Regions from separate parts of the Mus musculus genome. Here all the other regions are linked to region 2. A link is a contact called in public Hi-C and HiChIP or PLAC-seq data. All regions are on one chromosome and are shown on one strand. The core of a region is the stretch at or near the end of the contact, and the rest is flanking DNA. Distances in the headings are between cores, read along the strand shown.

What was found. A called contact is a pair of places that touch in the nucleus more often than the background predicts. HiChIP or PLAC-seq counts read pairs in DNA pulled down with a chosen protein or histone mark.
Region 1: a Hi-C map of double positive thymocytes shows a contact between it and region 2, with 2.8 times the contacts expected there. The contact joins two enhancer-like sites. A contact is called at or near these places in 1 of 15 datasets of contacts at CTCF or cohesin (the G1E-ER4 cell line), 6 of 484 Hi-C or Micro-C datasets (CD8 T cells, the HPC-5 cell line, cerebral cortex and 3 more) and 2 of 115 datasets of contacts at active chromatin or transcription factors (the 230-238 cell line and memory CD8 T cells).
Region 3: a contact with region 2 is called in a BATF HiChIP or PLAC-seq map of CD8 T cells, with 12 read pairs. The contact joins two enhancer-like sites. A contact is called at or near these places in 2 of 15 datasets of contacts at CTCF or cohesin (the G1E-ER4 cell line and pro-B cells), 27 of 484 Hi-C or Micro-C datasets (the C2C12 cell line, CD4 T cells, the G1E-ER4 cell line and 20 more) and 4 of 115 datasets of contacts at active chromatin or transcription factors (the 230-238 cell line, CD8 T cells and memory CD8 T cells).

Annotation. Positions count from the first base shown.
Region 1 is chr2:78,978,446-78,982,202 of GRCm38.p6, reverse strand. The region is part of intron 1 of Gm37004 (a long non-coding RNA gene); the gene reads right to left. Among named protein-coding and RNA genes, the nearest start is that of Gm37004, 7.7 kb to the right of the region's middle. Within about 2 kb of position 1,987, at least 23 of the 459 cell types and tissues checked have an H3K27ac peak or open chromatin away from gene starts, as enhancers often do. A contact at or near this core is called in CD8 T cells, double positive thymocytes and memory CD8 T cells, where this site is marked.
Region 2 is chr2:79,085,970-79,089,935 of GRCm38.p6, reverse strand. No RefSeq gene overlaps it. Among named protein-coding and RNA genes, the nearest start is that of Gm35748, 34 kb to the left of the region's middle. Within about 2 kb of position 2,540, at least 96 of the 459 cell types and tissues checked have an H3K27ac peak or open chromatin away from gene starts, as enhancers often do. A contact at or near this core is called in CD8 T cells, double positive thymocytes, group 2 innate lymphoid cells and 3 more, where this site is marked.
Region 3 is chr2:78,959,902-78,964,203 of GRCm38.p6, reverse strand. No RefSeq gene overlaps it. Among named protein-coding and RNA genes, the nearest start is that of Gm37004, 11 kb to the left of the region's middle. Within about 2 kb of position 2,218, at least 42 of the 459 cell types and tissues checked have an H3K27ac peak or open chromatin away from gene starts, as enhancers often do. A contact at or near this core is called in CD8 T cells, group 2 innate lymphoid cells, memory CD8 T cells and 2 more, where this site is marked.

The DNA of each region.
Region 1 (3,757 bases), core at 738-3,237, 110 kb after region 2:
ATTACATTTAACTCTGTGTGTGTGTGTGTGTGTGTGTGTGTGTGTACCACTGTATACACGTATACAAGTCAAATTGTAGAATTTGGTTCATTGGTTCCCTACTTCTCCCCATGTAGATAAAGGCCATGAGGTTTGATGGCAAGCACCCTCAAAGCCATTTTACTGGCCACAAAAAGTGATTTTTAACTCAAATATATCCTTCTTTTGTATGATAGAGTATTAAATATCTATAGGTAGCAGGCAGCTGCAAATACTAGATAAATAGTAGTGAGCAAAAATCATAGAAGCCAGCATAATAACAGTTTTGAGACCTATAAGACAACAAACTAAAGTTGGGAAGAAATCAGTTTCTGAGAACATAAGAAGCAGGCAGTAGGAGTGCAAGTAACATGAAAGGCTTAGCAACATGGGAGAGCTAATGAGGCTTCCGCTTGTTATTTAGGTAAGATCTGGACGATAAGATAGGTTGGGTTGTAGCACAAACTCAAAGAAAAACACTTTATTTGGTGACAAGATTTTTAACGCTGGAAACAGTTCATTATTTCCTAGAAAATAGTGAGGCCATGTTAAGAGAAGAATCAAAAACAAAACAAAATAAAAAACCATAAATTACCCAGGATATGATGATTAGCTCTTTCATACCTTGTAAGACATTGGAAGGAGTGGATATTTTTATTTATTTGAAACAAGAAGTATTATTAAAGACTTTCAAGAAAGCCTGATTTAACCTGCTTTACACATTTAGGGGCTCCCAGATGCTTGGCATGATGGATGGCTATGGTAGAGGACAGAAGAAAGCAATGCAAGAAAGGGGGAAATCTGTTAGGAGATGGGGTAATTTCAGTGAACGAGGACCGCTCTCATTATAGACTGGGATCACAGAAATGAGAGGAAGCAAAGGAAAAAGGATTGATGGTTTAACTCTTTATTTTACCTGAAAGGTGTGGCTTAGATCCTGATAGAGAAGGGGAAAATCAAAAGGTACTTCTAGATGTCAAGTGCAAGCAAGTGTGTGCTTGGCGATGCCATATACTGAGAGGGTGAAGAAAGAAAAAAGTTTCCAGAAGGGGAAGAACTCTATTTTGGATGCATTAACTTGAAAGTTGACTGTGAGTCACCAAATGGAAATTTCCTGAGACTAACTAGAGAGAATTAGTTCACAGCCCCCAAAAGAGGCCCCACAAAGGTAGCAGAGGGAACAGGAAGTTTCTAGCTACTATGAGTTGAAGAGATGACCTTTAGACTCTAGATAAATTAAGAAATCCATGCTGGACTGTAGCTCAGTTGGTAAAGTACTTGCCTAGCATGCATAGTGTCTCAGAGTTTATCCCCAGTACCTAAACTAAGGATAGAAGCACACTTGGAAAGTGGCTCAAGGCCATCACTGGCTACCTAATGAGTCAAGCAGTCAGGCACTTTTCTTTAGTACTAAGCAGAACACTGCTCATCATACACATCCAGGGAGACAAAATCTGGAGAAATTAGAGAGAATAGTTTCACATTTTAACATTAAGAGAGAAAATTACCCAACTCAAAAAAAATGACAGATGATTTGAGCATGCATGTTTCTTAAAATGAATACAGACAAAATTGACAGCATCGTTTGTTACTAATACATTCAAGTTAGAACGACTGAATGTAACAATACACACACATTTTTATAATTAAAATATTGACCATGCTAATAGTCTGCCGGATGGCAACAAAGAGCTTTCAAATACAGCTGTCAGGAATGAAAATGGTACAGCTACACTAGAGGAAAAAAAAATGTTAGGCAAATTCTTAAAATTTATAACCTAAAGAATGTTAAGGCTGTTATGTGACGTAACCCTCCTAGTCCTAGGTTTTTACCTAGGACAGATCAAAATACATAGCCATAGAATGAACTGTTTGTACATCAGTGGCCATATCAGCTGTACGTAGGACAGCCCTAAGCTAGAACCCACACAAATGCCCGCTGGCTGGTGAGTAAATATTTGAAGTGTCACGGGATCCTACCTCCCCGCAACCACAGCAGCAATTCACTGACAAAGGCAGCTGCACAGAGACTCAAAAGAACTAGGCCAAATTTCACAGAAAAAAAGACCTGGGCAAAAGTGTGCCATTCACAAGGGAGTGGAAAGAACCTAAAAACAATAGGAAGCATGAGGAGACTTAGTGTTGACTGTATTCATTGTTCTGCTTGAGGTAATGGTCCCATGTGTGAGCACACATGCCAGAGCCTAGCAAGTGCACATTAAAACATACACAGTGCATTATATCTCCACCATTCTCCACTCGACTCTGTGAGAAATGAAAGGAAGTTGAGAAGCAGGAAAGATCATTTGTTACTCACGGATTGAACAGAGTAAACACATTAGTTTTGAAAGGTTCAGAAATATAAATCTGACCACCAATATCATAAAGGGGGTATTTGGAACCTTGGGAGGGAATGAAGCCAATCAGAGAAGGGTTGGCATGAAGAGAGATGAAGATTCGGGGTGGGTCGGAAATCACCATCAAATCAAGCTGTAAAGTGAAGACAGTGGTGATAAACACTCTGGCTTTTATATGTTGCTTCAATCTAAAAATCAGAGCTGAAGCACTTGATGACCAGTTAGGTAATGCAGTAAGCATGCAAATCACTTAGCATCATTTGTGACTGATTTTTTTTTTAAAAAATATTTGTTCCTAGCTCTAAGAACATTGTTACTGATTCTAATTTACAAATACTATCTTTTTCCCATGTTCATATTTAGAAAACTCCCATTCAAAATGGTCTATCACTGTGAAAAGATGTGTTTCCTGAAGCTGTAATACACGCTGACTTACCTGACATTAAATTGGCAGCATCGTGCATGCTGTGCATCGCCGACTGAGCACAGAATACAAATCACCACAGAGAGGAGGAGAGAAAACCCCTCATTTGAACAGGTGTTTAGGAGACATACACCAGCAGATCCTAAGTTAAACATACTAAAGCTCAAAGATAAATTTTTTCCTTCAGGCTTAAGGTAAAGTATTTCAAGTGGCTGAGTTAATTCTCTATTTCGAATAATCTTCTCTGTTTGTTGTTTGCCTTTGTAAGACAAAAGCCCAGAAACCTTGTTAATATTACAGAATCATTTCAGATTAAGTCTCTTCGTGTTTATAATGCCAAATAACATTTTACTAGAAAGATTTCATGAGTCCCTTTCCTTGCTCAGACTGCCCACTCTGCCCTCAGCCCTATACCAAATGCTTGCACACGTGTGGTTAGTGGTGGCTCTCTCCTCTTTCAGCCTCCAGCGCTACTGCTTTCCAGAAGTCTCTCCCAAAGCCCACCATGAAACCCCCCACATTCCCTGTAACTTAAGTTTGTTCAACATTTGGCGCTGCCTGGGGTCTATTTTTTTCCAATAGTCTTCCCCATGCTTGCCCCTTCCCTCCTCCTTCCCTCCCTCCCTCCTCCCTGCCTCCCTCCCCTCCTTCCCTCATTCCTTCTTTTAGAATAGGATAGCAATCCTGGATAGGATACTCTCTCCTTCTGTTTGCTGACTATGTACATTCTAGGGCAATTGCGAATTTGCCTATTTCTATTTTCCACCTAGTTCCTTCTCAACCCTCTTCCTAGTACTGGTATCACCACCTGTGGTTTTAGCTCCCAAACTATATTTCATATAAACTAGTATTTATATGAAATGAAGACACCCCTGGGAACAAACCACACTACCTACCAAGCTCCATTTATTGGCTAGTTTCTATTGGACCTGCATGACTAGGGTTCATCTCTTATGCT
Region 2 (3,966 bases), core at 1,291-3,790:
TACCTCTGGTTACCAAGAGCCAACTCTCACCCTAAGGATGCCCCTTTATTACAACAGGAGAATAAAGGTTAGCCTTGCATGTGCTTCCCACCCTATATGCAGCATCTTCTTCTCAACACAACAGAAAGGGACTGAAATAACAAATTAACATTGATTTCCAGCCTTCCTTCATGATTTAGATTTGGACTCTTTATATGACCACTCCAATGCAGTTTGTGTGCATGCGGTGAACTTTTCAGACATCAGACCACAACACTGATATAAATTAGATGGGTTTGGAAGGAACGGGCAAACAGGTGACTGATGGATGGATCACCTTGGTTAGTCATAAAGCTACCATTAACTAAGATGCTTACTTCAGCTATATTTGTGGGTGTTTGAGGCTTAAAAATGTTCTTGTTGGGCCCTCTTCATCCCATAGTACTTTAAATATACCTATAAAGGTAAAACCATAAGGGGTAACTGCAAACTATACAATGCATATGTTTTGTTTACCATAACTATAGCTTAACTCTTAACACAACTTTGATGGTAGAAACACTCGAAAGTGAAATTAACATGGTAAATATGGAACTGTGTTCCTAGTTCTGATATATTCAAGATTAGAATTGCTGTCATCTCCAAATAAGGAGAAGACAAAAATACTACAGGATTTTTAATTATTTCTGACTCTAGAACATAAACTTAGTTCTAGAATTAACATATGTGTTTATGTGTATAGAACATACATGCACATGCAGCTATATGTGCCATGGATGGCAGAGGTCTATACCAGTCATGTTTTTTGATCATTTTCCCCAAATATTTTTGGAAAAGGGACTGTCACTGAACCCAGAGCTTGCCAACTTTAAGTCAAGCCATATTGGCTCATTAGTGAGCTCTAGGGAATCCTCCTGTTTCTGTCTCCCATCTCTGGGATTACAAGCACACCCTGTCATGCTTAGCATGTTTTAAGAGTAAAAGAGTGATCTCAGTTCAGATCCTCATGTTTCACTATCAAGTACTTTATCTGCTGAACCTCAGAAAAATGTACTTCTGCAAACTATGTCATATCACAATCGGTTCACTGTTTTTATCTGGGTAAATCATACTGTTGACATTTCAGAAGCATGGGAGATCTTAGCCATAAATCTTTGTTCTTTATGAGAGATCTGAGATTCAGAAAATAAGTCAGTTAGCAAAGATCATGTGGGACTAAAATGCAAATCAGCAGACTCTTCAAATTTATCCCTTCCCCTATCGTCTCACTGGACTTTGTTGATACAGGGTCTCTCTAGGCAGCCCAGACTGACCTCAAAGCCCAAGTCCTCCAGTCTTGGCTTCCCTTGAGATGAGATTGCAGGCCTATTCTATTACATTCAGATGTCAGATTTCTGTTATTTAAGCAGAGTCTGTGAGTTTGTATTTACAAAATCAAACAAACAAAAACCTTTGTCATCCATAAAGGTTAAGGACTATAGTTAAAGAAATAGAAAGCTTTGTCCCTACAATCTGGACTGGCATCCCTTTCCTAAGCAGCTCTCCCTCTGCCCCCTACTTTCTCTTCAGTAGTATAAGTATGTGTCTTCATGGTAGAACATGTGTCCAATCTTGAGTTTTACATGTTCATTACTGTAGAGACCTTCAAGTCAAGTGCACTAATGCCCTTTTAGAAAAGGTCCCTGGAGAATTGCTAACGGAAGAGAGCAACTGAGTTTATTTTTAAATGATTCATGTAATTAAAGTTTAACATAATTGGACATGAATTGTTCCTGGAGTTTCATTTCGGTGTCCTGAAGTACACATGGTGGGAAACTTTTAGTCATAAAACATTTCTCTCTCAAGGATGTAAATGCCTTTGACATTGCTGGATGGTTCTGTCACTGAGGGAATGGGCACCATCTGTCCCTGCTTAGCTGTGCTGAGAGCATTGACCTGACAGCACACGGAGAAACCGGAGAAGCCTGGTGGAGTATCGCCATTCCTTTCTAACCCAGTAATGAGTTATCTGAAGTGTTAGAAACACCATGAGTTTCTCTGAAATGGAGACAGTGGAATTATTGTCAGTCTGGAAAAGATTAATTATGGGAGTTCAGCGGGAGAATGAGACCGAAACTATCTGGGTTCAGAACCAGTAACCTTTTCCAGCTGTCATACAGCAGTAAAAAGGGAGTCAGATACTCTCTGTTTGCTGGGGATTTCATGGAGACAGCGAGTTAGATTGCAGTAAGAATGCCTATTGATATGAACAGAGGCTAAGCAGGGAGAGAGTTAGGTATTCAGATAAGGATGATGTTGTGCTTGATCTAAACAAACTCGGTGATTGCAATTCACCTTTCGTCCTAATCCACAACAGTCAGCACCAAAAGAGAAATGAACACAGATGTCAGTTCATTGGCGGAGGCTTAATTTCCTCTGACCCACACATCTAATTTTATAAGCACTCAATTATCCCTACTTACATTACCTATGTGTAGCTAATTAACTCGTCATATTCTCCCCGGAACATTCTTGTCCTCGTTCTTCGGTGCTTCCACTTTCTATTTCTGGAAACAGCTTCGGTTAGTCCGAAGCCTCAGCCCACCATGAACAGCCCTTCCCCTTTCAGCTCCTTGCCAACTGCACATGCTTCCAGAAGACATCTCTACTTTTCCCCTTTCTCTTTGTGTTCAAGACCTCCACCACAATCCAAGTCTTTTCTTCTCTCCATTCGTACTCTCTTTAAATATTATCCAGTGTTACTCCTTATTCTCAGTCTTCTCTAGCATGTTGCTTATAGCCTTCTGCCCTCTACAGATCAGTTTAACCACTATAGTCCTACGTTCTCAAAATTCAGCTACTCTAAAAGTATCCATGGACTAAAGCCCAAGTGTGCAGGCAGATGCCATGATTTTGTACCCAGTGGCCCAATTCTTTTGATCTTGCTCTGTGCTTCCTGCCCTGACTTTTCTTGCTTGAATATATAATTTGTGAAATTTCTGGGGCCTGGGTAGCCATCACTTTCTTTTTGTCCTTTTAAGACCTAAGTCAAATCCTCCATAGAACTTTCTTTATTTCCAAAGCCATGAACACCAGAATAAGGTCAGAGGAATCCATCTGATAATATTATGAGGGTTATACACTGAAATCATATGCCTCTGGACCATATACTATTTTTTGAATTCAGACTATCATGTTCAAAATGATGGTTAGATGGCCAGCACCAGTCTGTAGCCTAAGGCACTTTCCAAAAAGACATTGAAAATAAAGATAGATGAAAACTCTTACCACATTTGAAAGCCTGGATAAACCTATAATAAAACTAAGTACTGGGAGGCCTTTAGAAAACACACATGTGCATACACGCAGCCCATGTTTTCATAAGGAAATACAACTGACTAGTGTGGTGCATTCTTTGCTGGGGTAGATAAGCATGACCATGACTTAGAATCCAGAGGTATGGTTGTGACATTCTGACAGCAAAGGAACACCTGCTCTCCTTCTCGCTCGCTCCACCCCCACATTCTATAACAGTCACACAGGGTCCTTCCTATGCCCCTCTCAGAATTCCACACCTGTTCATTCTCTTCTTGGTCTTTGACCCACATTAAAATCATTTCTTTTTGGAAACCCATGAAAGGAGGAAAATAAATTCACTTTCTTTTTTGATTTCTGGGCATGTCGACTCTAACTGCATTTACGACAATCTTTGTGTTGGTGCCTGGATTACTATGCTTGCTTGTTGTCTGCACCATGTCTACACTAATGAATAAGATCCTGGGCTGTAGCCAGGCATGGTGGTGCATGCCTTTAATCCTAGCACTCATGAGGCAGAGGCAGGCAGATTTCTGAGTTCGAGGCCAGCCTAGTCTACAGAGTGAGCTTCAGGACAACCTGGGTGATGCAGAGAAACCCTGTCTCAAAAAAAAAAAAAAAAAAAAAAAAAAAACCAACAACAACAACAAAAAAAAAACTGAATAATTATTCAAGCTATGCATCACTAGGATC
Region 3 (4,302 bases), core at 969-3,468, 130 kb after region 2:
TTCTTATGAAATGCAGAATGGGTAAATATGTTATTGATATACCCTGGCATTTAGAAATTTCTAGCTAGAACAGACTATTTTTAGACTTCCACAATCAACTATTGTTTTTAACTAAGACTGAATTGGGGACAGATATCACATTGTCTTCTCAAAGAATTATATATGCCCTTTGTGTGCACAGAAAAATAGACACTGAATATAAATAGTAAATAAAAAATCAATAAATACAAGAGTTGACTGATTAAATCACTAAAAAAAAAAAAAAAAAGTGGTGCCTTGAGTATAGCCTGTACATGCGGTACCACATTTTGGAATAGGAAACCTCAAGTCCAGTGAAGGAAGACAGAGAGGATAGGAATATTCAAATGAACAACCAGGAAAATGACCTTTTGTAGACACAGACGCAGTCTAATGAGAAAAGTGCTTCAGTTAGTGGAAATGCCAAGCCAGGGGTTGATATGCTTGGGAATAAACCCAGCATTATCACAGGGGTAGGCAGATGGCACACGTTCCCTTAATTCAAAGCTTCACTTTTGTAAATAACAATGGAAATTGAACAACTGGCACATTCCGAGATTTGCAGGCTATATTAAGAGTTCTCAGAAAAACGAACCTTCTCAGCCATTTCTGTCTTTGGAACATTTAAATATACACTACCCTGAAGGACTATTGACTCATGGTTCCCACTCATGTTATATAGATCTGTTCCAACAGGCTGGAGCCAGCAAGAAGAACCTTATGTGGATGGATACATACATACATACATACATACATACATAGAAACATAGATAGATACATAGATAGATATAGAGGTGATACAGAGATAGACATGTGACATAGATTTGTTCCCATGAAGGCTGTAGCCAGCAGGAGAGACCTTATCTAAATATCTCTATATAGACATCTAAATATGAATATCTCTAACAAATATCTACATAGATAAATAGATTGATAGAGACATCTAGGTAGATATAGATATATATGTGCTAAGTGTAGAGTGATGCATATTAAATGAGTGAATAATTTTAGTAGGTCTTGGATGGCATATAACCAGGTTCCAGATACAGCTCTGGAGTTGAGGAGAGGAAAAAAAAGGATGGGCCAGGAAACAGAAGTTGAGATACAGCACATGAAGGGATTCTCAGGCTAGTGACAGAAAGCTACACAACAGCTATAGAGTTAATTTTTCAATGTTTCCCTTGCTTTGTTCCTTTATAAGGTAAACTAGCTTTGCATTCTGCCATTGGCAGCCTCTTTAAAATACTATCGTGAAAGTAGGTGAAAACTGGGTTGTTCCTGAAGCTTTCGCAACCATTTCACCAAGTACCGAGTCTGTAACCAGATTACTAATAAGTAAGCTAGATGCAAATACTTTACAACAGATGCAGTAAGCTTTTAACTACATTATATTTGTCAGGAAAGTTACAAAGGCATACACATTCTATTTACAGAGAGTCATATACATATGAACAGCACAGGTAACTATATGGTTTGAAATAGACTGTCGATGTGATGATGTCTCGGGCTCATGTTTAATCTATTAACTACCTACCTATTATATAATTACTGAGAGAATTATGCTTTGATTCTGCTCAAAGCAGGGACTCCTGCAGGAGCCTAAGAGCTTCTTATGTGTAGAGTATTTAAAACAGAATGAAATTAGCAATCTGTAACTTAAAATTATACATAACATTTAGCTTCATTTAAAATTAAAGCAGTAGAAGGAACAGATTTTCATGGCATTTCCATTATGCAGAGAGGTAAACAACAAATAAATATGGCACATATGAATATGAAAATCACAGCACGGTAATTGCTGTACTCCATCAGCGTGTGCAATATTAAATCCTCAAATAAACACTTACTTAACCTCATCCTCACACATGCCTATTGCTTTTATCAGAAGGAGAACCACCTGAAACATTCAAACTAACACCCCATCCCCCAATGAGGTACAAAGTCAACGGGAATCACTGCTGTTCCTGAGAGATTTCAGTTGTGCTCCTCCACTGGCTCCAGTAGTGCCAGTATTTCTAAGAGACAGGGACAGGAGAAGAAATGTGGAAGTCAGTTTGAAAAATTCAGCCCTCCTGAGACTGTCTTTTATGTCACATCCTAACTCCACTGCTGATTCTTAAAGCCTTGTGAGGATCATTAACATTGCAGCCATGCCAGGAACCTCTGCCTTCTGGCTGAGACCACACTCCAGCTCTCTCTTTCTCTAGCAGAGAGCAGAAACTCTTTTTGTATACCCTTAATAATAGCTAACGTCTGTCTCATGCTCTGGGCCCGAGCTTGCCCTAAATTTAACCCTCAGCAATGGTTCTCTGTTTTACTCACAGCCACGACCTGACTCATTTATGAAGAGACCTCTGCTACCCTGGAGTTTTTCAACAGGCAAGGGTTAAAAGGTCAACCACGGTGTCGTTTCTGTCTTTATGAATAACAACTGTCAGAATTCAGTTATGCAGAGTAACACGCTGAAGATATCTTATCATTTTACACAGTATGACCAATGGTTCAGATGTGTGGTTTGTGTGCACATGAGACTATGTCTCCTAGCAGGGGACATCAGCGACTTTATCAGAAGCTAGGAACCAGAACATGCATTGATTCAATTCAACTTTAAAACAGAAACCAAAGACGTATGAAATCCAAAGGAAGGAAAACTGCTTTGTTCCAAATAAATACCTTTCAAGTTTACCAATATTCATTGTCCCAGTGATGAAATTAATACATCTTTGCTGCTCTAAACTTAAATTTGACTGGATGGGTAAATTCAAGCCTGAGGCTTTCATGCCATTATCAGAGGCTCTGTCAGTGAGTGCTTTAACCTAATTACATTTGATGCAGCAAATCAAGAAAACCACTGCTGGTTATGACCTCTGCCAAGAGCACTCATGAGCTAGACAAATGGAGCTTAAGATGTTATTAGTTGTTCGTTGCAAAGTTCCAGATCCTGCCCGACAGGAGGCTGCCGCCTGATGTGGGCACGGACCCTCCAGATGGCATTCTGCATTGGCTTGTGGCAAGGCTCTCGGGGACGCTGGCACATTTTCTGCGTCAAAATGAAAGTTTTCCAATTACAAGGAGATAATGTGAGGAGATGCAAACTTAATCTCTTGAACAAAAGGTTGCAAGCTGTGTAATAGCCATTTCAGGGGAGAGATTTCACTACAGTTCAATTGATTTAAACGTCGTAGATCACAAAATGGGCTATCTTTCCTAATAAAACTGAGGACGCAGCTGCAGTAGATTCTACCTCATGGAGCAGGGTGCCAATGGGCTCATCATCTTAGGGACTGCTTCTCTTAACTCCGTGTTTTGTTGAATGCAAGTCGGTGATTATTTTTGCCTTCCCTTATGTGTGAATGAATAACAAGAAACCATCTCCTTTTAGTTAGACAGCAAATGTCTTAAATGAAGCCTTCCAGGTGTAACAGTTTAACAATGTTACTACATAGCAGATCATAGAGTTTCACCAGGGCATATTAAGTGGTAAGAAAGCCTTATTACTATCCAAACCTTTCAGATAGTTTAGCTAAAATGTTAATCTTTCTTTTTTTCTTTTTTACTAAGTCAGGCAACCCTGATGCAAATGGGGTGATATGCCTCAACACTGGTCCCCAAAGAAATGACTCATAGAAGCTTTTAAGCGGGAACTTGCTTGCAAGAGCGCCTCTCAGGAAAACACATGCACTTGACAATTGACAGGAACATGCTGTCGCAGAGCAAGAAAGAATCATATAGCCATCCCCACAAACCACATAGAGACACCGCCAAACAGGAGAAGGAATCCACACCCTGTCTGCACAGAACATTTGCAGAGTGGGGTGTGGAGCGTGGGGGAGAGGGGCTGAGCACACAGCCTTGCATTTAGCTGGTTTTCAAGAGTTTAAAATGCTAAGCTTAGCATGTAGCTCTATAAGCAAATGCCCTTCAATGTCACAGGATTCTTTTCTTCTGTGATTTAAGAAGAATTTACTGATACAAACATTCACAGCCCAGATTTCCATGCATTCCCCACAGAGAAAACATATACTTCCCAAAATCAAAAATTATGCAGTGCACGCATAGAAAAGTACTTTTGTCACAAATTCCAAGATATTAAAAATACATTTTATACATTGAGATGATGATGGATGATACAGGTTTGTATGAATCTCTGAACTGCAGTGGATCGGGCTAACCAGAGTAAGTAGCTGCCTTTTGTCATTGTAGGAGATCGCTAGGGAACTACTATTTCTTCATAAAATTCAGTCAACTAAATAAAGCAAGATTATAAATTCTAAGTGGTCTCAA